Regions from separate parts of the Pan troglodytes genome. Here region 2 is linked to region 1. Evidence: chromatin contacts called from public Hi-C data. All regions are on one chromosome and are shown on one strand. Each heading gives the region's core, a stretch centred on a gene start, on an enhancer-like site or on the middle of the called end of the contact. The rest is flanking DNA. Distances are from core to core; before and after follow the strand shown.

Evidence for each region. A called contact is a pair of places that touch in the nucleus more often than the background predicts.
Region 2: a Hi-C map of stem cell-derived neural progenitor cells shows a contact between it and region 1, with 5 times the contacts expected there. The contact joins the promoter of LACTBL1 here to the enhancer-like site in region 1. A contact is called at or near these places in 3 of 7 Hi-C or Micro-C datasets (blood, induced pluripotent stem cells and stem cell-derived neural progenitor cells).

The regions. Positions count from the first base shown.
Region 1 is chr1:207,918,690-207,925,746 of NHGRI_mPanTro3-v2.0_pri, forward strand. The region is part of intron 2 of LUZP1 (leucine zipper protein 1); the gene reads left to right. Among named protein-coding and RNA genes, the nearest start is that of LUZP1, 79 kb to the left of the region's middle. Within about 2 kb of position 3,717, at least 7 of the 24 cell types and tissues checked have an H3K27ac peak or open chromatin away from gene starts, as enhancers often do. A contact at or near this core is called in stem cell-derived neural progenitor cells, where this site is marked.
Region 2 is chr1:208,045,160-208,052,216 of NHGRI_mPanTro3-v2.0_pri, forward strand. LACTBL1 (lactamase beta like 1) reads left to right here and starts at 3,030. Exons shown (of 8, transcript XM_016950315.3): 1 at 3,030-3,124; 2 at 3,465-3,591. The coding sequence starts at 3,580.

The sequences.
Region 1 (7,057 bases), core at 2,467-4,966:
CATAGTTATGTTCATTCACTTCTGTACAGTATATATGTGGTTGCTTCATCACTACATTGTCAGAGTTCAGTAGCTGGAATAGAAACCTTAGATCCTATAAAGCCTAAAATATTACTCTCAAACTAAGTTTGCATACTTATGTGTATACTATCAAACTTTTTAAAAAAAGTTTGCCGACCCCTCTTTAAATGACTATTGGGAACAGGAAGTGAATCATGGCAGCTGTGTTGGGAGAAGGGGCAGGGCAGGCCTGATTATGTTCTATTTCAGACCTTCCTGATCTGCCAGGACAGGAAGAAGAGCCACCCTCCAAAATGCTGGATGGGGCCACTTGGAAATGGGTTCAGGAACTTTGATAGAAAGAGCCCCGAATGAGAGACAGTTGGCACTGTATGTTGCTAGCGTGAATTAGAACTGAGCCAGGTACTAACGTAGGGGAAGTTGGCATGAAAAGTGAGACTGTCCTTCCCTTTGTAAAAACCTTCTTAAGATTTCCCAAGGTTTAATATAAACAATTGCCTTCCCAGACCCCACCCTTAGGCACATTTAATCACTTCTTCTGAGCTTCCGGTTATATGTATGATGATACAATATGCTAAGGAAAAAAAAAAGCAGGATAGAAGACAGGATGCAAAAGGGTGGGTGCTATCTTATGTAAGATGGTCAGGGAAGGCTTCTTTATCATTGTTTTATAATTGGTTATATCTGTATGATTCCTTAAAGGCAAGGGTAAGATTTTCTACTTATCTTGGCAAAATGCTGGGTGCATCATAGGTGTTCTATAAATGTCTGCTAAATAAATGAATTTTGCCTGGATAAACATACTTAACACAGAGTAAGGGAGGCAGTAGGAAGAGAGGTGTCTACTTTGCTTTTGGATGATCCAGGAGGTAGCAAAGCATTTCTTATCCTGGCTACTTAGGGCCAAAAGGTCAGAGATAAGTGACCTCCTAACCCCATTTTCAGTCTAGTTCCTTGTTTACTCTGGGGAGAAGGGATGATCTTAGTGAATCACTATTTTTAGGAGGATTTTCCCTGATGAAACTTACTTTAGGTATGCATAGGACTTTTCAAAGTGCTTTTGCTAACTTTATTGCATAGTGTTGCTGTAAGGTAGTTGATATTCTTTTATTTTTTCAGAGGAACTAAAGCATAGAGAAAATCAGTGACTTGGCCAAACAGTATGGTATTCTTAAAAGAATATAAACTTTGGAACTGGACCTAGATTCACTCTGACTGTCCTTGCTAGCTGCGTACTTTGGGAAAATTTGAGAGTCCTTGCCCCATAAGGTTATTGTGAAAGCTGAATAGAATAATAATAGTAGGTTACTGTTTGTTGTGACTTATGTGCAAGGTATTCTGCTAAGCATTTTACATGTCCAGGGATTACCATATTGTCTTTGTGTGGACAGTGAGGGAAAACCTCCGTGGAGTAACGTAGGAACATGTAAAGTAAATGATCTGAGATTCCTGATACCTGCAGAAATCATGTATATAAGGTACTTAGTATTGCCTGTAGTATAGTACTGCCCTATTTGTGGTTGTACTTATTTGTTCCTTTATACTCTTTTGTCATTGTTAGTTTGTTTATAGAGTAGTGCTCAGAACTCCTCATTTTGTAAAAATGCTTAAGAGTTTATAAGGGGTGATTTTGCATAATGGGAAGAATCCTGAACATAGAGTCAGGAGACTGAAGTCCTTGACTTTTGCTAAACTGCTGGAAAAAGCACAGTATTTACTTCTGAGTCCGTTTCCTTGTTTCTAAAATAAGGGGTTTGAATGAAGTAAGTGATTTTATTTTAAATAAAAGCTATGTAGAATTCTTTAATAAAGTCATATAGGAGAAGCCCAATATTGTAAGAAGCTAAAAATCAGTTGCTTTGGTTGAGTAAGTGAAAGGAGCCTGGAGTTCAGCCTGCTCAAAATATCTCCCCTGTTGTCTTTCCCCTAAATGACCCCAAGGGGATTTGCTGAGTCTAGTTTGAAAACCAGTTGACTAAATGATCTTTAGCTACCTTCTGGCTCTGAAATCTCATTCTGAGGAGTGGAGGAAGATCCAGAAATGTTTTCTACTACTTCTCCAACACTTGGTCCGATAACTAGAGCTGGACATCCTGTGAGTGTTGTGGTTTTTTGATGTCTATGTCCTGTTTGTGTGGCATAGACCTGCAAGAAAGGGCTTCCCAGCAGGTCAGGGGGAGAGTATTGTGGTTGAGACATTGTGCAAGTGGCACAGGGCTAGGGATGAGATCATTCAGAGCATTACCACAGGGCCTGAGATTCTGTGCTGTCTGTTCACTCTTGCCATCTGTTTTCTCCTTTGTAGTCCATGATTAGGTCATGGACATTCTTATTATTTTCTGTTAATGGTCATTGCCAAAGGGCCGACAAGCTATTTGATAATTAGGAGGCTCACTCATCAGTCAAATTCATCGAATTTTCAGCATTCCCTGTGTGCCAGGCTCCCTGCTGGGTACTGAGAATATAGTGGTGACACAAGTTGGAGAGAAGAATTGAGTAAATAAAGCTGCAATAGAGTGTGATAGGTTCTGTGATGGGAACCATGTAGCAGACTGTGAAAGCAAAAAAGAGAGGCCCAGATCTGGCCTGGGGTTTGAAGAAGGCACTCCAGAATTTTCCAGAAGGATGCGTTGTCTAAAGTGGGATCTGAAGAAATGAGAAGGAATCAAACTAGTGAGGGACCAGAGGGAAGAGGGAGGGCGAGGATGTAGATGAAGAGGCTGGCGGGGCCACATCATGAAGGGCTTTGGGTGCCATCATGGGGAATTTGGACTTTATCCTAATAGTAGCCAGGACCTTTAGAGAGTTTTAAGCAGTGGTGTGTAATACCTGCTTTCTCTGTATGTTTCCAGTAAGTATTTGCTACATATTTACTGGGTTTAGCTTTTTCATTGCCTGTACTAGTTGATTCATATCATCCAGAGTCTTGATAAAACATATAAAATTGGCACTAAAAGCCAAATAAATAAAACGGTGGTATAATTCCCAGACTCTCCTAATTCAGAATTATGATAATTTATAGATGGGGCTATACTAAGGTTTAACGTTTCCTTCTTTTGAAAAAGAGATTGTGAAAACTATAGTATAAGCTAGTACAAATAAGATGTGCTGAGAGAATGCTACAGTTTGAGGATAAGCTGGGTTTTCTTTAACAGCTTTATTGAGATATGCTTTATGTATCATGAAGTTTATCTCTTTAAAATACACAATTTAATGGTTTAAGCATATTTATGAGGATATGCTGTTTTAAAGCACTTTATAGATGAATCATATATCATTTGTCTTCCAGTGACTACGATGGCAACACAGACCCTTTGTATCATACACTCATTTAAAATTGGTGTGTGGTCTAAACTTAATTAAGTCCTCCCAAACCAACCCTGTGTATAAATTGACAAGATTTTAATTGTACCACTGGGCAGAAGGCCAAATGCAAGAGTTTTTAAAAGGGAAAAGCTTTCTTTTTAAAAACATAAACTATAGGAGGTTTTTTCCCTCTCCGTTTTTGAGAATGAGGAAGCAGGTAGGCTGGGGAAAGGAGAAGGGGGACCAAAAGAGGCAAAGATGAGAGGACAGAGAAAGATGTACCCAGAGAAGCAGAATGATGGACAGGGAGCAGTATTCGGGGTGGGCAGAATCTGAATGGAAGCGGAAGGCTTGGTCTTTTCAACACCTTCAAGCGTTGGTGTTTTTGAGGAGCTGAGCTTGGGCTCCATCTGGTGGCTCTAGGCTTATAGTGCAGCCATTAGAAGAATCAGGCTTGGAGAGAATTGGCATTTGGCGTCTCCTCCAGGCCCAATTTCAGTTGTTTTTCTTTTGCCCTGAGCTTTCTCATAGGATCATTGTTGGAGTCATTTCTTCCCTCTCCAGTGGTGGCTGTTTTTCTCTATGTCTAAGACTGTTTCTTCACTCTTGTCCTTGAGTTTTAAATGTGATCTTATTGGACGACATCACCTAATACTCTATCGTTGCTGCCGTCTATTGACACCCTGAGTCACTGCCCCTAACTTCTCAACAACTTCAGATTCTGTCTTAATGTCACTCTTTCCAGCATTATTCCTGTTAATTTATGGCGCTTACATGCTGGTGACCCTTGCAACACCTTTACCTCTCAATTATTTCTCTCTTCTAATGATCTTGTTCTCTACTTCTCCCTACTCCCCCACAGGATTCCTATGATTATACCTTCGTTTTTGACATTATCAATAACTACAGTCCCTCCATGATTTCAATTCCTTGAAGTCCCTCTCTGATTTCTGTCTTCTATATTTCAGGCTTAGTTTCCTCTGGTACCTGGTACCCTTACTCCAACAAGCCTTCAAGTCCCCTTGGGACCTTCACTTCATTAGTTTCTATTATATTTTCACTATTCTTCACCTCCTTCTGTACTGAGTGAATTTAAAGTCCCTCACACACATCCTCTGCTCTCCTGTCCTTCTTTTGCTTTGTTCTGCAGTGCTTCGATCTGGTTCAGTCCAACTCTGGTTTCTCTATTCTTTTGTCTGTTCAGCCAGCTGAACAAGACTGGAGAAAAAGATAGAACTTTGTGGATTGGTTTCACTTTAAATCGTTACCAGGAATTTCAAGTGGGCCCTTACACATCTAATATACATCTCATACACATGTCCCAAATGAGACTCCTCATCTTCCTTCTCAGACTGCTCCATCTGCGGTCATCTCCATTTGAATTGATGGTAATGCTGTCCCTCTACAAATTCAGCCCAGCCACCTTAGAGTCTACCTTAATTCCTATCTATCTATCTGTCTATCTGCTTATTTATTTAGAGATAGGGTCTTGCTCTGTCACCCTGGCTGGAGTACAGTGGCACAGTCATAGCTCACTGGAACCTTAAACTCCTGGGCTCAAGCAGTCTTCTTGCCTCAGCCTACCAAGTAGCTGGGACTACAGGTGTATGCCACTGTACCTTCTAATTTTATTTTATTTTACCTTTTTTTATAGAGACGGGATCTTACTGTGTTGTGCCCAGGCTGGTGTTGAACTCCACCTCAGCTTCTCAAAGTGTTGGGATTATAGATATGAGTCATTGCACTCGGCTTCTTAATTCCTTTCTTTGCCTCATGCTTCACATGTAGTCTAAGAGCAGATCTTTTGGTCGTACCTTCATACGGCCAGAATTCTGACCATTTCTCAACTGTCTTGGTCACGTGCTCTTGGAACGCATGTACTGCCACCATCCTGGTCTAGGCCATAACTATGTTTTGCCTGGATTACTGCAATAGCCTCCTATTTGGTCTTCCTGCTCCCACTCTTATCCCCTGTAGTCCATTCTACTTGCCACCTACTTAAAAGTTTCTACTGAGAAGTGGTTCAGTTGTTATTATAGATTGTTTTTGTGTTTGGGATGTTTTTGCTTCCTCCAAAATTCGTGTTGAAACTTAACCCCAGTGCAACAGCATTAAGAGGTAGGACCTTTAAGGAGATAGTATTAGGGATCAGCACCTTTAAAAAAGGGCCTGAGGGAGCAAGTTCAACCCTTTTTGTTCCATTCCTTCTTCCCTGTGAGGAAACAGCATTCTAGGTGTCATCTTGGAAGCAGAGACTGGGCCTTCAGCAGACACTAAACCTGCTGGTGCCTTGATCTTATATTCCCAGGCTCCAGAACTGTGAGGAAATAATTTCTGTTCTTTTTGGAGATGGTGTCTTGCTCTGTCGACCAGGCTGGAGTGCAGTGGCGCGATCTCAGCTCACTGCAGCCTCCGTCCTGTGGGTTCAGGCAATTATCCTGCCCCAGCCTCCCAAGTAGCTGGGATTATAGGTGCGCACCACCACACCTGGCTAATTTTTGTATTTTTAGTAGAGATGGGGGTCTCATCATGTTGTTCAGGCTGGTCTTGAACTCCTGACCTCAAGTGATCCTCCTGCCTCAGCCTCCTAAAATGTTGGGATTACAGGCGTGAGCCACCACACCTGGCCAGTTTCTGTCCTTTTAAATTACTACCTCAGGTATTTTATTACAGCAGCACAAATGGACTGAGACAATGGTCTTTTTTTCTTTTTTCTTTTTAAAGATTTTCTGTTTGTGATACATTCTTCCGTATCCTTACGATGTGTCTAGGTGCAGATTTAGTTTTCTCCTGTTGGGACATTGCTTCCTGAATGTGAGGTCCATATCTTTAATCAACTCTTGCAAATTCTTACTTGCTAGCTCTTCAAATATTGCCTGTTCCCCATTCTGTATTCTATCCTTTTGGGCTGCCTGTTAAAACTTCCTTGTTTTGGACCTTTTTAATTATTTCCCCGTCTGTTAACCTCTCTTTTACCTTTTCCATCTTTTTAACTCTGTGCTGCTCTTTGTAATTACGTATCTCTCTTGACCACTATTAATATCTTCCTTTGCCTCTAATATGCCATTTCTCATCTCTGTTTCTAGCTGTTGTATTTGGTTAACTTTCAGATCTTCTGATCTTTGTTGATAGCACCTTGTTCCTTTCTCCTGTTTTTTTTTCATTCCTTCTTTTATGACTTTAAACATTGGAATGTACTTATTGTATGGTCTCTAGCCAATAATCTTAGTAACTTTGGTTCTTTTTTACTTGACTTGCTCTGCCCAGTCAAGTAAAAGATGGATCTTTATGTGTTTTGTAATTTTTAGTTATAAGCTCAGGTTCAGCTGGACTTTAATCTGTGGGAATCCTGTGTGACCTCTGTAGAGAGTGGCTCCCTCCAGAGTACTTTTGTTTGCTCAGCTAGGTTTCCCAGGGATATTACTAGGCTGATGGCCATTTTATGTTAGTTTCTCAGGACAGATAGGTTCTAGACCACTCAGGTGGTATAAATTTGAACTCTGAATTCAAGTGAGAGCAGGTCTAAGATTATAAATTCTCTAGGGATAATCCTCCTTTAACCCCTAATGGAGCCCAGGTGCTCTTATCTCCCTATATCAGGGAGGTGACTTTTTTCACTAGTTATCCTGGAGCTGTAGTTCTTCAATAGTCCTTGCTTTAGACTGGGGACTGGAGTCTCATTTTCAACTTACCACCTCTATTGGGCCCAAACTCTTGCCTCTTATACCTG
Region 2 (7,057 bases), core at 1,780-4,279, 130 kb after region 1:
TTGTCAGTAAACTTGCTATGTGACCTTGGTGAGTCATTTCCCCTCTGTGAGCCTCTTTTGCCAGCCATACAATGTGGAGTTTGGACAAAATCACTCAGATTTTTGGCTATGGGGGCTACAGAAGAAGATCTAGAAGGCTTGCCTCCATCCATCCCCGATCCTGAGCATTAGTAGAAGGAGATAGTAATTCAAGGCTCTGTTGAAATAATGAGGTGGAGGCTGGTGTGATCCGTGAGTTGCAGAGGAGCCTCGCTCCTCAAAGTGTGGTCCTTACACCAGCCTCAGCATCACCTAGGAGCTTGTTAGAAATGTAGGCTCTCAGATACCACCCCGACTCACTGGCTCAGAACCTACCATGTAACACAATCGCTAGGATGCTCCTACCCACAAGTAAGTGGGACACACACTGATCTGGGGCACTGATTCTCAACCTTGGCCACACAGTGGAATCACCAAGGAGTCTTCAAAGGCTGCGGCATCCAAGCTGCGCCTCTGGGGATCTCTGCAGTGGGACCCAGACACCAGTGGTTTTTAAGAGCTCTCCAAGTAACCCCAATGTGCAACCTCATCTAATGTTGAGAAGGAATATATGTTTTATCTTTTGTATCAACTAAAATCAATAGCAAATCTTCTAGAATGTTCACAGAGAGAGATCTGATATCTGCCATAGGGGCCAGGTAGAAGTTTGACATAAAAGCCAGGTCATGGCTGGGAGTGGTGGCTCACACCTATGTCGACAAAAAGAGTCAAACTCTATAAAATACTTGAAGAGAAATATTAGCTAAATATGAGTGACCATGGCCCATGACACAGCCCTCAGGAGGTCCTGAGATTATGTGCCCAAGGTGGTTGGGGTGCAGCTTTTTTTTTGTTTTGTTTTGTTTTTGAGACAGTCTTGCTCTGTTGCCCAGGCTGGACAGCACTGGCATGATCTCAGCTCGCTGCAACCTCCGCTTCCCAGGTTCAAGTGATTCTCCTGCCTTAGCCTCCCAAGTAGCTGGGATTACAGGTGCACACTACCACGCCCGGGTAATGTTTTGTATTTTCAGTAGAGACAGGGTTTTGTTATGTTGCTCTGGCTGATCTTGAACTCCTGAGCTCAGGCAATCTGCCCGCCTCGGCCTCCCAAAGTGCTAGGATTACAGACGTGAGCCACCGCACCTGGCTGATTTTATACATTTTAGGGAGGCATGAGACATCAGTCAAATACATTTAAGATGTACACTGGTTTGGTTTAGAAAGGTGGGACAACTCGATGTGGGGGCTTCCAGGCTATAGGTAAATTTTAAAATGTTCTAGTTGACAATTGGTTGAGTTTGAGGACCTGAGATCAATAGAAAGGAAATGTTTGGGTTAAGATAAAAGACTGGGGAGACCAAAGTTTTATTGTGCAGAAGAAGTTTATAGCTAGCAGGCTTCAGAGAGAATAGGTTATAAAATGTTTTCTTATGGGACTTAAAAGGGTTCCTGACTGTTGATTATCTCCTGGGTCTGCAAATGGAAGAGGAAAAGGAGGATTCTCTACAGAATGTAGATTTTTCCCACAAGAGTCAAACTTTGCAGGGCAATTTCAAGATATAACAAGGAAATATATTTGGGGTTAAACTATTTTGATTTCTTTCCTTATTTGTTATGTGATGTTATGCTGGAGAAGTATGATGAGGCACGTTTGACCCCTACTCCCCGTCAAGGCCTAAACCAGTCTTTCGGTCTTTCAGGTTAAATTTTAAGAATGTGCTGGCTGAGGAGGAAGTGCATTCAGATGGTTGGGGGCCTTAGAATTTTATTTTTGGTTTACACTTATAATCCCAGCACTTTGGGAGGCAGATATGGGAGGATCACTTGAGGCCAAGAGTTTAAGACTAGCCTGGGCAAAAAAGGGAGACCCCCATCTGTACCAAAAGCAATTAAAAAATAATAATTAGCTGGGCATAGTAGTGCATGCTTGTAGTCTCAGATACTCAGGAGGCTGAGGCAGGAGGGTCACTTGAGCCCAGGAGTTGGAGGCTGCAGTGAGTTTTGATTGCACCACTGCACTCCAGCCTAGGTGACAGAGCACAACTTTGTCTTTTTTTTTTTTTTTTTTTTTAGACAGAGTCTCACTCTGTCATCCAGGATGGAGCGCACTGGCATAATCTTATCTCGGCTCACTGCAGCCTTCACCTCCCAGGCTCAAACAATGCTTCAGCTTCAACCTCCAGAGTAGCTGGGACTACAGGGCAACACCACCACACTTGGCCATTTTTAAATTTTTTGTAGAGACGAGGTCTCAGCCCAGGCTGATGTCGAACACCTAGGTTCAAGCCATCCTCCTGCCTTGGCCTCCCAAAGTGCTGGGATTACAGGCATAAGCCACCATGCTCAGCTGTTCTTGTCTTTAAAAAAAAAAAAGCCAAGTCCATGACAAGAAGCCAAAATTTATGGAGCACTTACTAGGTGCCGGGTTCTGGGCTGCCTGCTTCAAGGGCGCATTCCATTTAACCTGCACGCTAACCAAGCTAGTATTATTGTCCCCATTTTATAGATGTGAGGCAAAGAGGTTATGATCCCTGGTCACACAGGCTCACACTGGCAGTGACAGACTAAGATTTGGACCCAGGTTACCTGAATATTTCACAACTAGGCTGACCCCAGTGGTCCTTAGACTAGGTTCCTTCGTGCTCCAGTTTCCTCAGAGGTGCCTGAGGAGCTTGTGTGGGGTCAGACCAAGCCTGGAAATCTCTCTCCTTTCCCTTCCCAGCTGGAAATGACCCTGGTGGCCTCCTGACATCCCTTTTCCACACTGGGTTTGGCAGACACTCCTTTTGGAGAGAGTGTTCCTTTCTTCACCAGCCTGGAGCACTCGGGTCACATGATGTTACCCAATGCTCCCTGACAGATCTCCCCCGCTTCCCCGCTGCTTGGGGACCCCAGAAGCTAATCCCCATGGCAGCAGGCACTCTGAGGGATTAGCACTGGGGAAATTAGGCGCCACATCTGCCGGCCCCTGGAGAGCTTGGTAAAGCCTGTGCCTCAGAGCCCAGGAAGCCATTCCTGTCCTCTGGAACACAGGGGACTCCCAGAGGCACTGTCAGCCAAACTGGGGCCCTAACTGCCCTGTTCTTGCTGGAACCTTCTGAAGAGGGTAAGTTGTGGCCAAGAGCCTGAGGGCCTGACCAGATTGTTCTCCGCAGGCTGGGGGTGGGGAAGAGGAGCTGGAATTCAATGCGGGGCACACAGGGTAACCAATGGTCCCGTTTGCCTGGGACTGAGGGGTTTCTGGGAATGCAGGACTTTCGGTGCTAAAATCAAGACAGTCCTGGACAAACTGGGATGCTGGGTCACCTGGCAGGGGTTTCTGAGCTTGCTGTTTCTCTCACCTGGGAGGGGGAGCCATGGGAAGAGGAGGGCTGCTTTGATCCCCCGCATCCTCGTCTACCCTCCTTGTTTTCTAGCTTTTCTCTGTCCCCCTCCTCTTTTTCCAGCCCCTCAGGACCTCTTTTTGCCTTCACTCCTCTGACTCAGTTTCCTGCTTACGGGATCTCCTGTGGTGTAGACCTGAATCCTCAAAGAGCCAGAATCTTCCATGCCTTGGAGAGAATGAAGACCCAGGTGAGGCACAGCCTCAAGAAGCTGTCACCATGTGTCAGCTTCTGACACATGTCTGACCATGCCACCGTCCTTCTGGCTTCAAATATTGGGCTAAATCCCCCCCACGTTACCATCATCATCATCATCATCATCATCATCATCATCATCATCATCTCTAGAGCTTGCACCTGCAGGCCAGGAACAGTTTCAAATGTTTTACATAAACTCACTGAATTATCAAAACAAACCAGAAACTAACTCCTCTTCCTTTTTACATCCCCAGAGGCCTCTGCCTGGAGTGACCCAAGCTCATTCCTAACTACCTGTTCAATGACTCTCTCCTCCTCCTCCCTCCCCCTAGGCTGAGCTCATCTGTATCTGTGAGCCCTGAAGCCCTTTATTACACCTCTAGCTACCAACTGGTGAACAGCTCTCTATGGGCTTTGCATGCACTATCTTATTTATTCTCAACTAAACCCTATAAGATGTAGGAACAATTGTTATCTGCATTATGCAGATGAGAAATCTGAGACTCAAAAGGGTGAGGTCATTTGTCCAGAACTAGTAACGGCAGAGCCAGAGTCAAGTCCTACTTCCCTGGCCCCAGGCCCTTGTGTCTGATTATGCCACTGTCCTTCTGGCTCCTTGGGGGCAGATGTGGCCCAGCGCACAGCAAGCCCTCGGGGATTGTTTTCTGAATGAATAACTGGACAAAGAGTAGTTGTCCCAGAGTGGGCCGTGAGCATGAGGAAGGAGGTGAGGGTGATTGGGGCACAGAACACCTGAGAAGGAGCAGGGGTTAGGGGGTGGTGGAGCCGTGTTATAGGTGGGGTTTGGGAGAGCCTGGTTCTTCCTGGGCCCTCCCCTACTGCCAGCAATTTCCAGCTGGGAAGGGAAAGGAAAGAGATTTCTAGTGGCTACTGCAAGTCAAACTGTGAGCAGCTGGCAAGCAGCTTAGAGATTAAATACTGACCCACCTTCGGGTCTGCTGGAATAAATCCTGAGATTGGAGACAGACTTGAGATGAGGCTAGGCCCCAGAAGAGGGCTACAAATTGGGGGTGCAGAGATCCCAGCTGCATTTTGAGGAGGAGGGGGGTGGTGCATATTACAGAGCTTGAATCTCAGCTCTGCCATTCACTGCCCATGGACTCAGCAAGTCAATTAATGCCTCTGAATTTTATTCTTCACTTAAAAATAAGCTAAGGATCTGCTGGTTACACCTTAGGTGCCAGTTAGGGGATAGCAGGCTGCCTTCCCACCAAGGGGTCCTCACTGCCCCTGCAGCTCTGTGTTCATGTCAGGAGGGGAGTATCTTCCATATGATCCAGTGGCAATATCTGAGAGCCTTCCATTCACTCCTGTGTTTCTGGGGTTAATCCTCCAACAGGTAGAGAATCCCAATGCTTCTGGGATCTTTAATTGCTTTATTTTATAAAAACTGAGGTATCATTTACATGAAATAAAATCTGTGCAGTTCTATGAGTTGTTTTTTTTTTTTTTTTTGAGACAGGGTCTTGCTCTGTTGCCCAGGCTGGAGTGCAGTGGCATGATCATAGCTCACTACGGCCTCTAATTCCTGGGCTCAAGCAATCCTCACACCTCAGCCTTCCAAGTAGCTGGGACTACAGGTGCATGCCAGCAGGCCTGGCAATTTTTTTCTATTTTTTTGTACAGGCAGAGTCTTGCTATGTTGCCCAGCCTGGTCTTGAACTCCTGGCCTCAAGTGATCCTCCTGCCTTGGCCTCCCAGAGTTCTATGACTTTCAACAAATGTATAAAATCCCATAACCACCATCACGATAAACATATAGCACAGTTCCATGACCTCCCCAAAGTCCCTTCTGCTCTTTTGTAGTCTACCCCATCCCTACCTCCAGACAACCATTGAGTTGTTTTCTGTTCCTATCATTTTGCTTTTTCCAGAATGTTCTATGAGTTGTATTCTATAGTCTGTAGCCATTTAGTCTGGCTTATTTCACTTAGCATCATGCCTTTGAGGTTCATCCACATTATTGCATGTATCAGTAGCTCGTTCCTTTACATTGCTGAGTAGTATTCCCTTGTATAGATGTACTATAGTTTGTCTATTTACTCACCAATTGAGGAGCATTTGGGTTGTTTCCAGTCTTTGAATATTATGACCAAAGATGATTTCAGTGAGAACCCTAGATTCTACAGCTGAAAGACACTTTTGAAATCACACAAGATTTCCAGATGTAAAAGTAAACTCTTTACAAGTAGCCAACCCTCTTCAACAGCTAGAGAAGTAGAGGCTCAGAGAGGGGAAGAGACTTGTCCAGAGTTACAACTGACTCAGGAGTGGAGCTAAGATTTGAACCCAAGTCTTTCAACTTGCAGAACCATGTAAAGTTCAAAAGAATTTCCTGAGAACCTGCTAGTGCCAGGTGGGGTACTAGGTGTCCAAGGCATAAGAGCCAGGAGGGAATTCTCTGCTGGTGCTGGAGAGAATCCTTACCTTGTAGGGACCCAGACAAAGAAGGCAGTAGTAGCCAGTTACCATGAGCGGCTCTGCCTGGGGGAGAATGAGAAGGCTTCACAGATGCCTATGGGTGTTAAGGGAAGAACACAGTTTGTCTGATGGAAAAGGATAAAAGGAAACCACAGCCCCAGGGAATGGCAGGTGCAAAAGTACAGAGAGGGGCAATGATGCGGGAGGTGGGGGCATAAAGACACAGGGGGCAGGGGAGGGGCAGGGAATGGGCTGGCGGAGATCGCTGGAGTCGGATCATAGAAAGTCTCTCTTGCCAGATTGTTTCCTGTAGAACAGCGTCTGGCACACTGTGCTCAACATGTGAGAGATCTTTGTTGTGGAAGAGAGTGCAGGGTTGGACAGGGAGGGATGGAACATAAACTCAGCGAGACTCTCCTGGAACAGAGCCCAGAAGGCAGATGTCAGTATGTACAGACTGTTGATATATTTCAGAGTTGGCATATGAGTCAGTGGGGGACAGGTTGGTGTATTTAATAAATAGTGCTGGACTATTGATTATCCAAATGGAAAAATAAAATTGGATCCCTGCTTTATTCTATAACCAAAAATTCTTTTGTGTGTAAAAGTACAAAAACCTCTATTTCTGACCTCTGTGAAAAGAGAGATTTCTTAAGCACACACACGCACCATATACACAATGCAAAACAAAAAGACAATACTGATAAATTTGGCAACAACCAAAATCAAAACCAAAAGCCCTCCTATTCAAAAATACTGTAATAGTTGGCCAGGCACAGTGATTCATGCCTGTAATCCCAGCACTTTCAGAAGTCAAGGTGGGAGGATTGCTTGAGCCCAGGAGTTTGAGACCAGCCTGAGCAACATAGTGAGACCCTGTCTCTACAAACAATGCAAAAACTGATCACATCACTGCGCTCCAGCCTGGGTGACAGAGTGAGACTGTCTCAAAACAATCCCCAAATACCGTAATAGCTAACAGGGCTTACAATGTGTCAGACAATGTTATTTTTATA